Linked DNA regions of Mus musculus: region 2 is linked to region 1. Evidence: chromatin contacts called from public Hi-C data. All regions are on one chromosome and are shown on one strand. The core of a region is the stretch at or near the end of the contact, and the rest is flanking DNA. Distances in the headings are between cores, read along the strand shown.

Region 1 (4,644 bases), core at 1,599-4,098:
TGAGCAACAGAAAAGAAAGCCCTCACAACGGCATTCAAACTGTCCTGTGTGTCAATTCACTTAGCCCTCTCCTGTGACTCTATCGGAAAGTTGTATGCCCTGACAAGGCCATGAAGAATGGCTCAGAAAGGTTGCCAAACCTTTGGTCCCATGACCACACAGTAACTGTTAAAGCTAGAATTCCCAACTTTGCCCTTGATGTTGCCGTCACGTGCTCTGTGAGGACCAGGATGCTGCTGAGGAAGCAGTCAGTGACAGAGCAAGGGCTTTGAATGGAAACCAAATGAAAAACGAAAACAGAAAAGGAGGAAGAACAAAAGCCTGGGAAAGAAGTAGAAGGAAAGGCTGGGAGTCAGCTCAGCAGGGTGACTGTCACAACCAGCAATCAGGAAGAAAAGTCCAGTCCACATACTTTCAGGCTTGCAGGGAGTTCACAAGAGGGGCGATTTGGGTTTCTCCATCAGGGTTCGACTTAGAGTCTCCATGAAGGGTTAGGGGACAGCCAGTGGGCTAGAATAATCTTTGCAAATAACATGGAGGAAAATGCGCTGCAGCATTTGCAAGATGTACCCCTAAATGCTTCTCTTGCTGGGAATGAGCCTCACGTCATCCCATGTCTCTCCTTCCCAATATACACAGCACACACACACACACACACACACACACACACACACACACACTTGTTGGGGAACTTATTATCTAGCTTGCCCTTTCCCCAGAAAATACAGGCATCCTAAAAAGATCAAAAGCCGGGAAATGGAAAAGGTCTCATCAGGAATCCCAGGAGCTCCAGGCTGGGAGAGGCATCCCCGGCACCCTTCAATTACTGGAGAAGCCTTTCAGGGAGTTGATGGTGGTGTCTGGACAGACACCACTGTCTTCATAAAGTAGTGGTTAGAGGTGTGGGCTTTGAAGTCAGGCTGTCTTGGAGACAGACTATCTGGCTTGGAGTCTGTCCCAGGCTCAGTGTTTGCTGGTTTCTAGAACTAGCATTAGTCTTCTAGGCCTCGGGTTCTTACAGGACTCACCAGGGTACCGTACAAGTTGCCCAGTGTAATGGGCACAAACAGTGCAGCACAGCATGTACCTGACGAGAATAAAGTAACCTGTGTGGGAAACTAGTAGGTGCTGCTCCTGATCTAGAAAGCTGTTTTTTTTTTTTTTACACCCCTACCCCACCCGTGTGTGTATGTGTGTGTGTCTGTCTGTCTGTCTGTCTGTCTGTGTCTCTCTGTATGTGTTCGTGTTCCTGTGTATGAGTGATAGCATGCACACGTCATAGTACATCTGCCACAGTACTTATTTGAAAGTGAGTCTCTTGCTTGTCCAGCACTATTTTATGCTGGGTTAGCAGGCCCATGGACTTCTGGGAAATCTCCTGTCTCTGCCTCACAGCTCACTGTAGGACCACTAGATTACAAATGTGTAGCCGACTACTGGAATACAGACGTGCAGCTCTGTCACTTGGCCTTCTCTGCCTTTTCAAGATCCAACCTGAGCTCCTCACTGTCAGGGGGCAGTTGCTTTACCGATTGAGTCATCTCCCTAGCCCCAGACCCGAGGTGCATTCATTTAGCCACTCAAATAACAGTACTGAAATAAACATCCCAGCTGAGGGTTGATTCCTGCCCCCAGCTCCTAGAATTTTCCCCCCTCATTTAATCCTCACAGCAAGGCCACCACAGTTAATCCCAGCCCAAAGCTCTTGGATGTTAGTCTTGTGCCCGGTGTGTAGTTAGAGGCACTTAAGGCGGGGTTCCAGAGACAGCCTTTGTGAAGTGTGAGTTCCTTCCGTTCAGAGTGCACGGACAGGTAGGCTACACTAGAGACCTGAATGGGTGTTTTCCACCTCCTCCTCCCCCCTCAGCTGTCCGGCAAGGTCAGGGCAAATTATACCTGTGAGTATTCAAGAGTGAGTACCACCTTAAATCAGACACCCTGGCACCTCCCTAACTCATGCTGCGTCAGGTCATGCTGTTGGCTCCAAGACAAGTCACTGCCTTTTCTGCACACATAAGAAAGCAAACAAGCAAAAGATTTAGAGAGAGGGGGGAAAAAAAAAACAAGAGGGCAGGCAGTTAAATTTGGAAAAGAGTTCTAAGTGCCAATTTTTTTTTTTTTTTTTAAGAATTTATCTCTCAGGCATCCTGGGAAAATTTTAGACAGAGCTGAGAACAAAACCATTCAGTATGGGAAGTGTGTCCTGTAGACCTGAGATTCCTAGGCGACTGGAAAATGAGGCCAAGACCACTCCTAGGGTTTGGCTGAGGAGAGAAGGTTTTGTTGTAGGTGTGAGGGAGAGGACAGCCAAAGGCATCTGGAAGGGTCCAGACTGAACTGGGCCACGGTCGGGGATGGGAGGCGAGAGAGGAAAGGAGTGGCAAGCGATCCAAGAGAGGAACCAAGATACTAAGAGGGCATGTAACTAAAATGGCTGAGTTATATAGCGATCAGAGGCTGGGGGAAGGAAAGCCCAATCCGCGGGCTACAGAGGTTTAGGGGAAGGAGAGGGGGAGGGGCGAGAAGTTCAGGGAGAAGCCACAGGCTACTGAGAGGTAGCCAGAGTCAGCTTTGATATGTTAATAGGCACCTCAGGTAGCCAATTGCCCTGGGTTTCTTTGAGACCTAACATTAGGCAAACCCTCCTCTGTGCAAGGGCAGCTGGGACAGTTCCGAGTGAGAAGTCTGTGCAGTGAGGTGTCACACGCAGATAATGTCCTTCCTGCCTTTCCCGGGCACGGAGAGGTGCCCCGGCTCAGTGCATAAGCCCTTCATCTGGACAGAACCTTCTAGACTAACTAGGACCAGGTTTCTTCTAATCGTTGGGCTGGGTCTGGACTTTCAGAGCGTACAATATTGGTTAAGAAGGACACCTAGGGGCCGTCCCGGTTTACTGCAGGCAGGCACTCCTAGCTGCCCTGGATTCGGGATTCTCAATATTGTATGAACAAGGTGCTGTAGGTTACAGGGAGAAGGAAACAAACCTAACGAAAGCCCAGTTTCTAATTTCTAACCCCCAACACTTCTGATTACTCGCTGTGCTCTTGGGGGAGTTGTTTGGGGGGTTAGAAGCATGGAGAAATGTAGGGATTCAATAACATCTAACTCTTAATAACGTGTGCCTCAGTTCTTGGGACAAAGTAAGCCACGTCTTGTTATTGTTTCTAATGGGACTCTGCAAGGAAGAGAGTTAGTAACATTTAACAGCATTAAATTTAAACATCAATAATGTAAGACTTACATTTTTAATAGTCACTGAAGACCACAGTAGAGGTTTATAAAAAGTAAAGTACTTTCTCAGGGGGAAAAAAAAGTCAAACAAGCCAAACTGGCAAGATTTTTTAAACACAGTCTTTTAGAAAATCAAAATTAATTTATACATACACACAAATTCTGCTTTTTGGTTTTTTTTAAATTTTTTAAGTAAAGACAGGCTTGATGTGACTGGTTTTTCCTTTGCTTCAAACAACAAATGGTTTGTCCCTGTCTGGTACTGTGCCAACATATAACAAGAGGGCCCAGTGACATCTTTGTTTGCTTTAGATACAAGAATGAGAGCCCAGGATAAATGCTCAGACACACCAAAGGTCACATAATCAAGTACAGAGGAAATCACCCCCACACAGGAGCATCCTGGTGCAAGTCACCTTTTAAAGGGCATATGAAGAAGGACCACAGCGTTGGGGTGATCACAGGGCCTCGTGCATGCTGGGGCTGGGGCTGCAGCACAGAGACACATGCCAGCTGGGCATGGATCTAACTCTGCGCAGTCATGTGTGTGAAGGGAGAGAGAAGGAGACAGAGACACAGAGAGACAGAAACAGACAGGGAGACAGAGAAAGAAAGACATAGAGACAGAGACAGGAAGGAAGTGGAGGGGGAGGGAAGGGGAGGAGATAGAAGAGGGGGGAATGGGGAGAGGAGGGGAGGGGAGGAAGAGGAGGAGACATAGAGTCTTACATGGCCAAAGCTGGCTTCCAACTTGTGTAGCAGAGAACGACCCTAAACTTGTAATCTTCCTGCCTCTACCTCCTGAGTGCTGGGATTAGAGGTGTGTGCCACCGGGCTTGATTCACTGGTGCTGGGGACAGAACCCAGGGCTTTACACATATTGGGCAGGCATTCCACCACTGAGCTACATCCCCCCACCCTCATACTATTACTTGTTGGCAGAGATTTGGGCTCAGAGCTTTCTACCGTAGGCTGTCATTTTACTGGCCATGTGGTAGAGTTTACTGGTGATGTGTTTAACAAACAGAGACAAAGACCCAGTTAGGTTTGAATTTGAAACAAGCAAAGGGTGAACCTACATGGAGTGCATCCATGTCCCCAGTGTGTCCTCTATTTTATCGCCCTGTCACCCAGGCAACCTGATGGTTTAGTAAATAGAGCTGCAATTTCAAAACGGTCTGGATCTCCCTGGTTAGTTTTGGCAATTCCTCTAGGCTCCACCCAACAGCTACCTAGCAACAGCTTGCGCAGCTGCTTGCTTGGTACTAATAGCCAAACTCTCCCCTCCCCCTCCCCTTCCCCCTTCCCTTCCCCCTCTTCCCCCTCCCTTTCTCGCCCCTCTTCTCTCTCCCCCTTTTCCCTCTCTCCATCTCTCTCTTCCCCACAAGTTCATGGCCATCCTCTTCCTCTCTC
Region 2 (4,644 bases), core at 1,071-3,570, 580 kb before region 1:
GCCTTGTTGCTATTGACTGGGGCCATAGTTTTGCTATTTCTTCATATGTGGATGCATCTTCATGTTTGCCTATTACCTTGACAACTCAACTAGCAAAACTATAAGATGAGCTGAAGACATGACAGGTGGCTCTCAGCCGTCTTCCCTCACCACAAAGGCAAACAGACCAGGCACAGAGCATCAGGTACTCTTTATAATAGGCTATCTGGCCAAGGCAGTAAGTCAGAAAGTCACCTGGCCACCTGGCCTACTGTAAAAACAAACAAAGCCTTAATAAGAGGTCACACTTTTAATTATAGGCTTGATGCCAGATTTGTTAGATAGAATAACACACGCCCTCTTTTAATTAAACAAATCACCTAAATAGTCACTTGTAAAAAAACGAAGAAACCTAAAGGATGCTATACTGCATCCTTGTTCCTTCTCACAGGAACAAGAACATATGGAGAGGCCAGATACCCCCAGGGGTCCTCTTAGGTGGGGCTACTTCAGTAGAGGCCAAAAGCTGTGGAGAGTGAAGTAACTAGAGGAGGGAGCAGAGGTGATGGCCACCTGATGTCACTGAATCCTACATGTCATCATTGTGTCAACAATGCCCTAGTAGGACAGTGTCGATGGCCTAAATCCCCATTTGGATATAAGCATTGTGGGTAAAATGATGAAATTCCTGTGCTATTTCTGTGGCTAACTAAATAGGTGTTGCCTCAACTACAACCAGAAAATACTCAAAAGTTCCTGATAATGATATGGAGAGCTTTATAAACAAAAACACTGTACCTAAACACAAAATATGAACTAAATATTTTTAGTGTCAAGTGTTCAGAGGAGCTAACTGAAGCTCTGAATACAATATTGAGATTTATTTCCAGTACAGCCATGTGTTTTTTTAATGATAGGAAACTGTTCTGAGAAATACGTTGCAAGAAATACTGTGCTCAGAATACAGTTGCCACATGCACTAGAATTCAGATGGTTCCAAGTGTCACCAAGTGACAGTCTTATGGGATCACTGTCATGTATGTGGCCCATTACTGACCAAAGCATCCTTGTGCACCATGTGGCTGTGCTATGTAGTATGAGGCTCGCGTGTATAGATGGATGTATAAGAAAAGTAACTTCTGCCATGTATTGGTTTTTCTTATAAAGTACACTTGATACACATCACAGCAGATGATGCTCCTTCTCAACCAGGATCATCTCCAACCCTGAAGAGTATGTTGGCATATCTAGAGAGATACTGTGGACCACCCCACTGGGTGGGGGTTAGATACACACTGGACAGGGATATTCTGAGGTATACTCTGACACACAGGACAGCCATGATCAGTAAACAAGCACCTGAGGCAAAGGATGAAAGTTTTGAGATCAAGAAATGGCACGGGATAGCCCAGATGGACCAAATTCAAGGATTGCAGAAGGTCCATTAGCAACTTAGAAATGTTAAAGACTTGAATGAGCTTGGAGATGGGAACAAAACTAGAACAAAAGCAAAATATGCACATAGAAAGTACTTCAATACTCTTTTAAATGGAGTTAAAATATGCAGTGCTATTGATTTCACTAGCTGGAAAAGTGGAACCATCTGAGTCTATCAATGGCAGCTTACATGAATAAACTGTAATCAAATCATGCTGTGAAACATTCTGCAGCCAGTAAAAATGGTGACTTAAAAAATAATTAAAATGTAATTACATCACATCTTCCCGAGCCTTGGCTAAATATATATATATTGATATTGATATATAGATATCAATAATATATATATATACATACACACACATACATATACACACATACTAATGTATAAGCATAGATATAACTACAATCTACTGAATCGAATCCATTTGGTGTTGCTTGTTTGCATATCACCTCATGGCTGACCACTTTGTATTGTATTCCTGTATTTAAAGCTGAGGGGACATCATGGAAGAAAGGGTGAAAAATTTGTAAGAGCCAAAGAGCTGGGAAGTCTATGGTGAGACAGCTCCAAAATACAGAGCATCACTGTTACAGCCTGAGCACACATCCCTAAAAGCCAAGTTGCGTGAGCTTCTCGCAGGCTGTGGTGTTCACATGGGGAGGCACTGCTGGTACAAAGCAAACTATCAAGGCCGATTTCTTTAAAAGAACAGGATCTCAGAAGAGAAGGAAAGAAGATAACCCTAGAAAGTAAACTTGGGCTTAGGAAGGGGAGAGAGGTCACAGGAAGAGGGGAAGGCAGCATATGAAAGTGTGCAGGAAAGCATTGTGTTGTTCCTGTTTTCACCAGCCAGTGCTGCTGTTGGTCAAGTTAGTGCAGGAAAGCAGGGAAATGAAACCAGGAACAGCCTCCAAACATCTGGCCAGTGGCTGGCGGTCAGGTCCCGCCACAGAACAGCATGGCTGGGCAGGCCTGCTTTGGCCTTGCTGCCTTTCTTTCATCTTCTTCCACTGCTCATTTGACAGTTCTGCACTGGAGGTTGGTGGGATCGAGGGTAGCCATACCAACACAGAGACACTGCCTGCTCTGAATTAAAAATCTACTCTGGACCGCACAGACCTGTCTCCCCTTGAAGATCGCCTCTCAGCACACAAGATCCTCCTTAGCCAAAGCTCATTTCCAGAACGTTCTCTCTGTTCCCTGATCCCAAGAAATGAAGGCCTCCTCCAGGTCTGCTGACTGTTACTCAAAGCATTAAGCCATGCTTCCCAGGTCCTAAGGCACAAATAAAGCAACACACAGGCATCTCTAACAATGCACACACAGTTATACACACACTTGAACACCGTGATGGGTGTAGCTGTGATTAATACACCGTTGCTATGTTTCCTACATACTCTGGATATAAGAAGCCTACCTTAGGATAATAGAGTAATCAGGTTTACAACATTAAAGATCTGAAAACTTGAGCCAGTTTAAACTTTCAAACAGCCAAGACACACACACACACACACACACACACTCTCTCTCTCTCTCTCTCTCTCTCTCTCTCTCTCTCTCTCTCTCATGTTTGTGTATATCTTAGCATGTGTGGGCTTCTTAGCACATGTGTACAAGTACACATGAGCCCATGCATGTGGAAGCCAAAGGAAAGTGTCAGGTGTTCTGTTCTATCATGGTCTGTCTTATTCCTTTGAGAAAGGGACTCCCTTTGAACATAGAACTACACTGTCAGCCAGCAAGCCATACTAGTCCTCATATATTCAATGCCAGAGCACTGGGTTATATTGTGGGATTTAGGTTATTACAGGGGATTTTTAACTCAGGTCCTCAGGCTAGCAAAGCAAGTGTTCTTAATCACCATGTTACTCTACTGTTGCTGTGATAAAACACCATGACAAAGACAACTTTTGGAATGAAGAGTTTATTTGGAACGAAAAGTTATGGTTCCAGAGGGCTAGAGTCCATAATCAGGCATGTATGGAGAATGGAGCAGGATTCCGAGTGTTCACATCTCAAACGGCAAGCACAAAGCAGAGGGAACGAGCTGGGCGGTAGATCGAGGCTTTCTGCTCTCGTGGCCACTCCCTAGTAACACACTTCCTCCAAAAGGCTACACCGTCATACCTCCCCCAACAGTGCCACCAACTGGGGACTGAGTCTCCAAATGTCCAACCCCTTAATACAATTTCTCATGTTGTAGTGACCCCAAACCATAAAATTATTTTGTTGCTACTTCATAACTGCAATTTTGCTACTGTTCTAAGTCATACTGTAAATATCTGATACAGGACTCCTGTGAAAGGGTCATTCAACCCTCGAAAGGGGTCACACCCCACAGGCTGAGAAGTGCTGCACTAAAAAGCCTCTCCCATCCCCTAGCCAAGACCTTTATAGTTTGTTGCATAACCATTCTCAACTTCCCTTGAAGAGGTCACCCTTGGGTCCCTGGGTTCTTTACTATATAGAATTAGGTTTAGATGGTTTGCACGTGAGAGACTGACAAAACATGAATGTTTTTCTTGCTTACAAAATAGCGATATATTAGCGTACTATTAATCCAGCGCCAGTGGAAGAAACTAGGAAGATATATTTATCTTTCTGAATTACAATCTCAGAGAACCCCACCCACAATGCTGCGAGGAGATGATGAGTGGCTTGGGGAGCCCTTCAGTGGCTCTGGAACCTTCTTTCACACCAGAGTTGAATGACTGCTCTGAAAGCTGGATTTCACCGTCCTCTCCTGGGACTGCAAGGGCAGGTGCCAGTCACAGCCTTTCCCCTTCTTTGCTGCTGACTTGAGACCCACCAAACCCATTCACATCTGAAAGTTAAAGCGTCTACATTTAGAGTATGACTCACAGGACAGAATCTGTTGCCTGCCAGATGGCAAAGGGAACAGGGAGTGTCAGGCTGTGTTCCTATAAAGATCTGTGGTCACAACATAGTCAGACCTAAGACAGACAGAACACTGAAAGGCTCTAAAAGGTGACTCTAGAAAGTGCGAGGTGCAGAGCTTACGGCAGAGGACCTGGCCGGGGGGGGGGGGGGGGCATTGGCGATGAAAAAGCTTGATATTTCAAACACATAAATACAGAGAACCAAGAATGGAAGGATGGAAGATAAACTGACAGCTGCTTCCTCAAACACGTATGTGTCATAAGCATATGACACAGAAAGCAGATGAAGGATATTATTTGGGTGGAAGCAAGGAGAACAATGGG

What was found. Hi-C and Micro-C count contacts between places; a contact is called where the count stands out from the background.
Region 2: a Hi-C map of uterus shows a contact between it and region 1, with 4 times the contacts expected there. The contact joins two enhancer-like sites.

What each region holds. Positions count from the first base shown.
Region 1 is chr6:97,276,330-97,280,973 of GRCm38.p6, reverse strand. No RefSeq gene overlaps it. Among named protein-coding and RNA genes, the nearest start is that of Gm32191, 26 kb to the right of the region's middle. Within about 2 kb of position 2,848, at least 246 of the 459 cell types and tissues checked have an H3K27ac peak or open chromatin away from gene starts, as enhancers often do. A contact at or near this core is called in uterus, where this site is marked.
Region 2 is chr6:97,855,562-97,860,205 of GRCm38.p6, reverse strand. The region is part of intron 1 of Mitf (melanogenesis associated transcription factor); the gene reads right to left. Among named protein-coding and RNA genes, the nearest start is that of Mitf, 51 kb to the right of the region's middle. Within about 2 kb of position 2,320, at least 48 of the 459 cell types and tissues checked have an H3K27ac peak or open chromatin away from gene starts, as enhancers often do. A contact at or near this core is called in uterus, where this site is marked.